Linked DNA regions of Pan troglodytes: region 1 is linked to region 2. Evidence: chromatin contacts called from public HiChIP or PLAC-seq data. All regions are on one chromosome and are shown on one strand. Each heading gives the region's core, a stretch centred on a gene start, on an enhancer-like site or on the middle of the called end of the contact. The rest is flanking DNA. Distances are from core to core; before and after follow the strand shown. Region 1 holds the start of HIKESHI (heat shock protein nuclear import factor hikeshi). Region 2 holds the start of CCDC83 (coiled-coil domain containing 83).

What was found. HiChIP or PLAC-seq counts read pairs in DNA pulled down with a chosen protein or histone mark.
Region 1: a contact with region 2 is called in an H3K4me3 HiChIP or PLAC-seq map of stem cell-derived excitatory neurons, with 6 times the contacts expected there. The contact joins the promoter of HIKESHI here to the promoter of CCDC83 in region 2. A contact is called at or near these places in 1 of 7 Hi-C or Micro-C datasets (stem cell-derived neural progenitor cells) and 1 of 1 datasets of contacts at active chromatin or transcription factors (stem cell-derived excitatory neurons).

What each region holds. Positions count from the first base shown.
Region 1 is chr9:88,312,194-88,316,137 of NHGRI_mPanTro3-v2.0_pri, forward strand. It overlaps HIKESHI (heat shock protein nuclear import factor hikeshi), which reads left to right and starts at 1,565. Exons shown (of 5, transcript NM_001242569.1): 1 at 1,565-1,816. The coding sequence starts at 1,787.
Region 2 is chr9:87,870,523-87,874,442 of NHGRI_mPanTro3-v2.0_pri, forward strand. It overlaps CCDC83 (coiled-coil domain containing 83), which reads left to right and starts at 1,715. Exons shown (of 12, transcript NM_001279934.1): 1 at 1,715-1,913. It overlaps SYTL2 (synaptotagmin like 2), which reads right to left and starts at 1,205. Exons shown (of 20, transcript XM_063783356.1): 1 at 1,010-1,205. It also overlaps the pseudogene LOC104001282.

The DNA of each region.
Region 1 (3,944 bases), core at 315-2,814, 440 kb after region 2:
AATGACTATCAGGTGGGTCATAGAAAGATTAGTGAAGAAAAGTGAGAGGATGTGTAAGAAATAACCAAGTGAATATTACAGGGAGATAAAACAAGTTGCATAAGCACATACAAATTTAAAAGTAGGAGTTGCTCAGAGAATTCAAAAGTATGGCTAGTGCACAAGGTGGGTATGAAGAAGACATGGAAAATTAGTTAGGACGGGCAATAATGCTAAATATTAACATTTATTGAGTAAGCTACATTCTGGCCACTATTGAGTACTTTACATGTAAGAACCCTCAAAACAACTTTATGAGGTAGATACTACTATTACTTCATTTTAAAGATGGGGAAAAGGAGGTATGGGAGTGTTAGGTTAACTTGCCTGAGATTATGTAACTAATAAATGGCAGAGATGGGCTCTGAACCCAGGTAGTGTGGGTGCCTTAATTTATGAAGTGGTCTTCATATGAATGGCCTTTTTATTCTGAAGGTTCTAGGACTTTTTAGATAGTAAGTTGGAAACATTGGTAGATCCTTTCCTACCTCTTCACCTTTGGCACAGCTATCTCAAAGGAGTATCGGTGATAAGATAGGTGATCAGTTTAGGGATCCACAGTGGAGGCCAGAGGACTGTTCCAAACACTGATCCCCCATATGTAAACTGAGAACTGGGAAGACAGACCTGCTTTACGGCTGGTGGCCAAGCTCAGATATTTCAAATTGGACAGAGACCCTTTACTATCCTATACAAGAAGAAAAGGAATTGGAGCTGTGAAAGGGAGAATAAGTATTGGTGGCAATCGGTACTTAATGCCAGTATTTTTTTTTTTTTTTTGGCTATTGTTTTGTATTTCCTATGAAACTTTTCTGCAAATCCACATAGAAAAAAATAGACATTTTTACAATAAAACTCCCACTAATTAAGCACAGCCAAGCACTGTTCTAAGTGTTTTATACATATTAGCTCATTTAGTCCTCACAGCAACCCTAGGCAATAGGCTCATTATTTGTCTTTTGCAAAGGAGGGGCACTGAAGCACAAAGACATCTACAACTCGTCCACAATTGTACAGCAAATGAATGGGAGAACTAAGTGAAGCTGGAAAGAACTACTATAAATTGTAGACAAGTACAAAACAATTGGTTAAAGATTAATACTTCTGAGACACGGTGTAGCAGAAAGAAACCCGGATTTGGATTAGGACTTGAATTCAGCCTCCAACATTTACTGCTGTGTAAAGATTTGAGGCTGATCACTCCTATAAAATTTGGATTATAATACTTACCTCATAGGGTTTTTGTAAAGATCTAGTGACGTGATTATTGTAAAAGTGCACCGTTAATCTCTCAGATGTCACAGAAACGTTAGAAGCATCTCTTCCCAGGATTGTAGATGGAAATGACGGATCCACAGATTTTGTGGCTATAAAACACCCGGACTACCGATCCCAGTGTGCAAAGCCTCCAGGCTTACCTTCCCGGAAACTGGCGCGGTGCCCTCTGGGACTTGTTCTGGGACTTGTAGTCTTGTACTGGCGCTGGCCCGCCTTTCTTCCTTAGTGGGGAAAACCGGGTGTAAGCCCCGGAAGTACTTGTTGCCTGAGCGGTGGGCTGCTTAGGAAGAGAAGGTCAGAGTTCGCGGGGGCAGAGGCATTCTTGCCGCTGGCCCAGTCACTATGTAGTGGAGGGGCAGACACCCTCCCGCAAATTCTGGAAGGTTCTTAGTCTCGACTAGGGCAGTAGCCCCAGGACTCCTAGTCGCCGGCTTCGGGTCACTGCCGGCTGAACGGAGCTGCCGTCGCCATGTTTGGCTGCTTGGTGGCGGGGAGGCTGGTGAGAATGGGACCGGGTGATATCAGGAAGGGGTCAGGATACCGAGGGCGAAGCCCTACGGCAGGGAGGGTGCGCAGGCGCTAGGGATGCGGGGAAGCCCACTTATTATATTTTGGGTGGGTATGTGAGGATGGAGCGTGGGAAGCTGGGTGCTCTCCTTTGCCCAGCTCTATTCAGATTCTTTCGAATAGTAGTCACAGTATAAGTTGGCATTTATTAAGTGTGCATTTTGTACCAAGTACTGGGCTAAGTGCAATGCACGCCTTTGGTCACTCAGCCTTATGTGTGGCGCTTATTTGGCACTTTGAACTTAATCCTCATAACTCGTGAGATGGTCTTTATCTTTGACATTTTGCAGTTACGGAACTAAGTTCAATCGCCAGTATAAATACCTTCTTTATTAACTTGAGGTAGAGGTGAATTTGGGATTGAATTTGGTCTATAGCAAACTGTTTTTCAAAGATTAAAGTGCTCAGGGAATGTATATCTTTTGGGTCCCTTTGGAAGAACCCGAGTAAAAATAAGCTTAATTTAATTGGAAGTTGGCTGAAACTTAACGTGTGAGCCGTATCTGAGATAACCAGAGAAGGATGCGAGTAGTGTGTTTCCTTATGGGTCAAAATAGATAACTTACCTTGCCAAATTGTTAGAGTAAATGAGAACAGCACCTGGAATTCTTTAGGAATAATCTGGAAGGTGAATCTTGTTTGTTTCCTTAGAAACCACACAGACATCAATTTTCAGGCCTGATTCCTTTCCCCTAGAAGTATTTTTCCTTCTTTTTTCTCCTGGCTTTTTAAAATGTTGCAGTCCCTTTGCTGAATTGTCTTTTTTTCCCATCAAGTTTTGATAATGTATTGTATTCTGTACATATACAGTTCTAAGAAGCCAGAAAGATAAGTTGGTGATGACTAGCCTCATAAAGTTTGTCTCTTGAATGACTGGGAGACCCCTGTGGTGATGGTGGTAATTCATAATCCTGGTGAGATAATTTTGCCCTGCTCTTAATAGGGAAAAAGGACAAACCTGGAATGATTGTGTGACTCAGACGAGTGAGTGTTATTAATGAATGACATTAAAACTGTGTTTCTTAAAGAATAAAAAGCCTATTTGGAATCCATGTATCTCTCACGTTGTCAACTAATTTGGAAGGAAATTTAGTTATGGTAATACCTGCCTCTATATATTGGGGATACTTGGTCCTTTAATTATGGAGTATTAGGACACATCAAAGTGAAGGACAAATAGACCTAGTGGCATCTCAAAACTTAACTATACGACTCTGTTATAAGAAAAATCCACTTATCTAAACTTATGAACCCAGTTTTTATTTCTTAAGATTTTTTTTCTTAAAGTGATACACCTTTTCTTAATGTCAAAAATTAGAGTGTGATGATACAGATTTGCAGACTGTTCAGTACCTATACAAAGTTGACACTTAAGAAATATTTATTTTGCCTGGTGGTTATTTCAAGACTCATAAATAATAATTTCCCATGCTTTTTAGGTTATATGCATGCCAAAGACTGGTGAAATTGAATTTAATACTAATACAGGCCATTTGGTTTGTGTTCTTCCTTTGTTTTATTCTTTATACTAAAGCTGGAGGATTTTAAAGTGGGTCAGAATACTTCTGAAGAGGGAATCAGAATTTGACTTTAGGAACACTGCCTTTGTATCTTGAGACTTAATTTAGGGCAGCCAGTTGATACTACTTTATAACTAATAGATAGTTGAAATTACATAGCAGTATATTTTTCTTAAGTTTATTTGTATCAGTAGATAGGATATTATAGAGGGAAAACTTACCTAACACACATATTTTCTCTGTAAGGCATGTCATAGCCTTCTTGCACTTAGGAAGACTAGCCAGCACTTGAACTTGGTCATTTTAAATAGCACGGTCACCAACAAAAATCACAAAAATGCTTTAAATAGATGAGACTGTGAAAAGGACACTTTTTCATATTACGAGGACTGAAACAAGATGGCATGTTCTACCTCAGCTGCCAGTGTGTGAGTTGCACAACTCACTTTTTTTTTTTTTTTTTTGAGACGGAATCTTACTCTGTCAGCCAGGCTGGAGTGCAATGGTGTGATCTCCGCTCATCGCAACCTCCGCCTCCAG
Region 2 (3,920 bases), core at 465-2,964:
GACGTCAGCCCCATCTCAAATTCAAACCCCTTAGTAAACGAACAAGACAGACCTAAACTATTGACTAATTCTCCAAAGCGAAAAGTCAGGAAAATAAAAAAATCTCGTTAAGCTGTAAAAAATAAAAATAAAAATAAAAATACATATCCAGGTACATATTCTTTCTTTGAGACAGAGGCTCGCTCTGTCACCCGTGCAGTGGCAGTCTCGGCTCACTGAGATCTCAGCCTTCCAGGCTCAAGCAATTCTTCGGCCTCCACCTCCGAAGTAGCTGGGACTACAGGCACTCACCACCATGCCTGGCTAATTTTTCGTAGAGATGGGGTTTTGCCATGTTGGCTACGCTGGTCTCAAACTCCTTACCGCAAGCAATCTGTCCACCTCGGCCTCCCAAACTGCTGAGATTACAGGCGTGAGGGATTGTAGGCGTGAGGGATTTGTAATTACAAGCGTGAGCCACCACGCCCTGCTATATTACTTACTTCTTAAACACCTGCAGTTCATTAAAATACACCATGTATAAATTATAAATCATAATATTATCAAGAACTGTTATTTCTAAGTGCTGAATAAAATGAATATTTCCACTCATTAAAAAAAAAAAAAAAGAAGAAAGTTGTCCGTTCAAAGCCAGTGTCAAAGTACCAAAAAAAGAAAATTATCTTGCGGCAGATAATGAGAAATAATGCAGGAGAGGAAAGAGGAACTTTAAAGGCTGTACGTGTAGGATTTTCTTTTTCTCTCTCGGAGGAAAGAACAGCAAAAAGCCAAGAGTGGGAAATGCTGGACTTAAATTCCTTTCTTTAGGTTTACGAACAAAAAAGGAAAGCGAGAAGAAAAACAGAATCAAGGACTTATACAGCAGGAAGTTGTCCTGTAAGCATTTAGTCCAGGGATCTGCCATTCTTATTAAGAGCTAAAACCAAAGAATTAGTGCACAAAAGTAGAAAGAAGACAAGCCGCCATTGTGGAAGGAGCGCCGCGGGGCAGAGGCGCGCAGAAGCCTCACCAGACAACCGGGCCCCGTCCCCGTCCCCCGAACTGTGCGGAAACCGCCACCGAGTCCAGGCGTCTCATTTTACAGCGGAAGACACAAACTCTGAGACCCAAATGACCTGCTCACGGTCACAGCACAAAGCCCGTGGGCCCTGTGTCTACAGTCACCAACTTCCAGGCTTGCGACTAAAGGGAGCCAACGAGCGCGTGAGCGTCTGAGACCAGCTGGCTGAGGGACGCCGAAAATCCCGCGCGGAGGAAGGCGGGAGAGCGCTACCGCGGCTACCAAGGCGGCGGCGCGGGCGCTCGGCCGGGACCCTTCCCTGCGTCGCCACTAGATGGCGCGCTCGGCCCGCCGTTCGTGGCTAAACTAGGGCGGGTGGGGAGGGAGTAGGGAGGAGGACGTCGGTTGCCTTGGAAATGCAGGGCGCGGCAGCTGCTGCGGTGGAGCCCGTAGGCCTGGCCGGCGGGCTGAAAGGAAGTGCGAGCTGTTCGCCCAGGGCCGGGTATCCGCCCCCTGCAGGCTGTGGAGGGGATGTCAGGAGACTGGCTGGCCTCTTTTCTTGGCCCCCGACTCCTTCCAGTCTGACACTGAAGACTTTATAAGCTTCCCCCCGACCACCCTCCACGGGCTCCACTCTCCACGGGCCCCTCTCTACGGGCCTGGGCTTGCGCCGCTTCGAGATCAGCCTGGGGGTCGCGCCCTCCTGGTCTTGTCCACGAAGCGCCGTTCTTGGGCCGTTAGGAGCTGCTGGGAAGGGCTCTGATAGGCCCACTCCTCTTCTCCACCCAGGATATGAGAAGGAGGGCAGGCCTTTTTAATCTGATCAGAATGTTAACCCATCTCTCCGCCTTGCGGTAGAACCCCTGGATACATTATTTGCCCTCTCGAAAGGCAGGCTCTGAATTTGATTCAGGTTTGTAACCTTCACGGTGCCCTCACACAGCCCCTAGCACACAGCAGACGCAGAGTAGACTAAGAATGCCTTTCATTCTTATGAGGCTTTATCACTTGACAGTTTTCCCAAAGCGTCTGGAGCCTCATAGCCCGGACAGCAACTAGGACAGATGGAGGAGGAAACAGGTCAGAGGTTCAGAGACTTGGCCTAGGTTATACAACTCTGTGCAGGAGCTGGGACTAAGCTCGGTCTTGCTTCTCTTAGTGCCCTTCTCACCAAATTCTGAGTCTAGTGAATGCTTTCTGAGGACCTCACATACTCTTGCATCCTTCTCAATACCAGTGCAATGCTCTTCCCCTGTAGGTACTTCATATGTGCTAAGTGTGTTATTGATGTCTTTTACCCTCATATCCCAATTCATAGATTGGTTTCAACTTCTTGCTCTGGATACTACAACATTCTTCTAAAGAAAACACTTGGTTTCTTTTATGAATTTGTCACATTTGTACAGTGCCATGTTGTTTCCTCACTCCCTTCCTTATCCCATAATTTTCTGCTGGGCAAGAGAGAGAGTTGAGGAAGTGATTAAGAGATGGGAAAAAGTGCCCTATCTAAGCCCCCCCCCCCCAAAAAAAAAAAAAGGAAAAGAAAGATTCCTGTGATGACAGAGGAGAAAAATAATGACTGGGTATTTATCAGTCTATGTGATAATTGCTCATGGATTGCCTTACAGCCACCTCCAGAAGATCCTCTTTAGACTCACTACTGCTATTTGAAGGTAGAAAGAAGCCTTTTTGTTCTCTACCATTATTATTGCATATTTTTCCCTTATCCTCATACTAATATTTTCATAGTTATTTTTCTTTTCTTTGTTGATAATTCTAAAACTGAAGGACAGTAAGAGTGGGAAAAAATGTAGTTCTGGTTACTAGAGAAGTTAGTGTAATATACTGCAGTTCAAACTATTTGATATTAGCAACTCTGGATCAGAAGACGGACTAATTTTAAAGCTAAGACTCCAATATCTTTGGGTACTGCAGTAGAAAAATGTGCCATGACTAAAGGATTTGGTGAAGAAAATACATGCTAATGTAATGTACATCATCAGTCATCCAAGTGAAACTTGAAAATGTCACTCATCTAGATATTTTTAAATACCTTGATTTTAATATATGATTTTAACATATTTCCAAACCGGGCAAATTTTACATTTTAACACTAACGATTTTGGTCCCTATCATATATACATAATCAATATGAAAAGAGGTCTCAATTTTTAAAATTAATGTTTTAGGTGGTACTATTACCACTGAATGGCTTTAAATTAATTCAGGATTTTTAAAAACATTTACTGGAGACCATTTCTAATTGAGTTAAACATGTGTTCTGTGCAATCTCATTTGCAGTAGCCACAAAATGAATAAACTACCTGGGAACCCCCTGCCCAGTGCCATACCCCCAGTGCCTGTCCCCAGATCGAGGCTTGGGCCCCTTCAGCCATGTCTATCACAAGCACCACCAGCATGTCTGACAAACTGCCCTACAAAGTCACTGACATTGGCCTGGACTTCTGGGGACGCAAAGCCCTGGATATTGTGGAGAACCAGATGCCGGGCCTGACGTGCATGTGGGAGCTGTACTCGACCCTCCAAGCCCTTGAAGGGCACGCGCATCACCAGTTGCCTCCATAGGACCCATGGAGATGGCCATCCTCATTGAGACCCTCATTACCCTGGGTGCCAAGCTGCAGTGGTCCAGCTGCAACATCACCCAGGACCATGCGGCAGCTGCCACTGCCAAGGCTGGCATTCCAGTTGTACGCCTGGAAGGGCGAAACAGAGGAAGAGTACCTGTGGTGCACCAAGCGGATATTATACTTCAAAGACGGCCTCCTCAACGTGATTCTGGATGTCGCTGGGGCCCCCACCAACCTCATCCACACCAAGTACCCACAGCTCTTGTCGGGGATGTGAGGCATCTTCAAGGAGACCATGATTGGGGTCCACAAGCTACACAAGATGATGG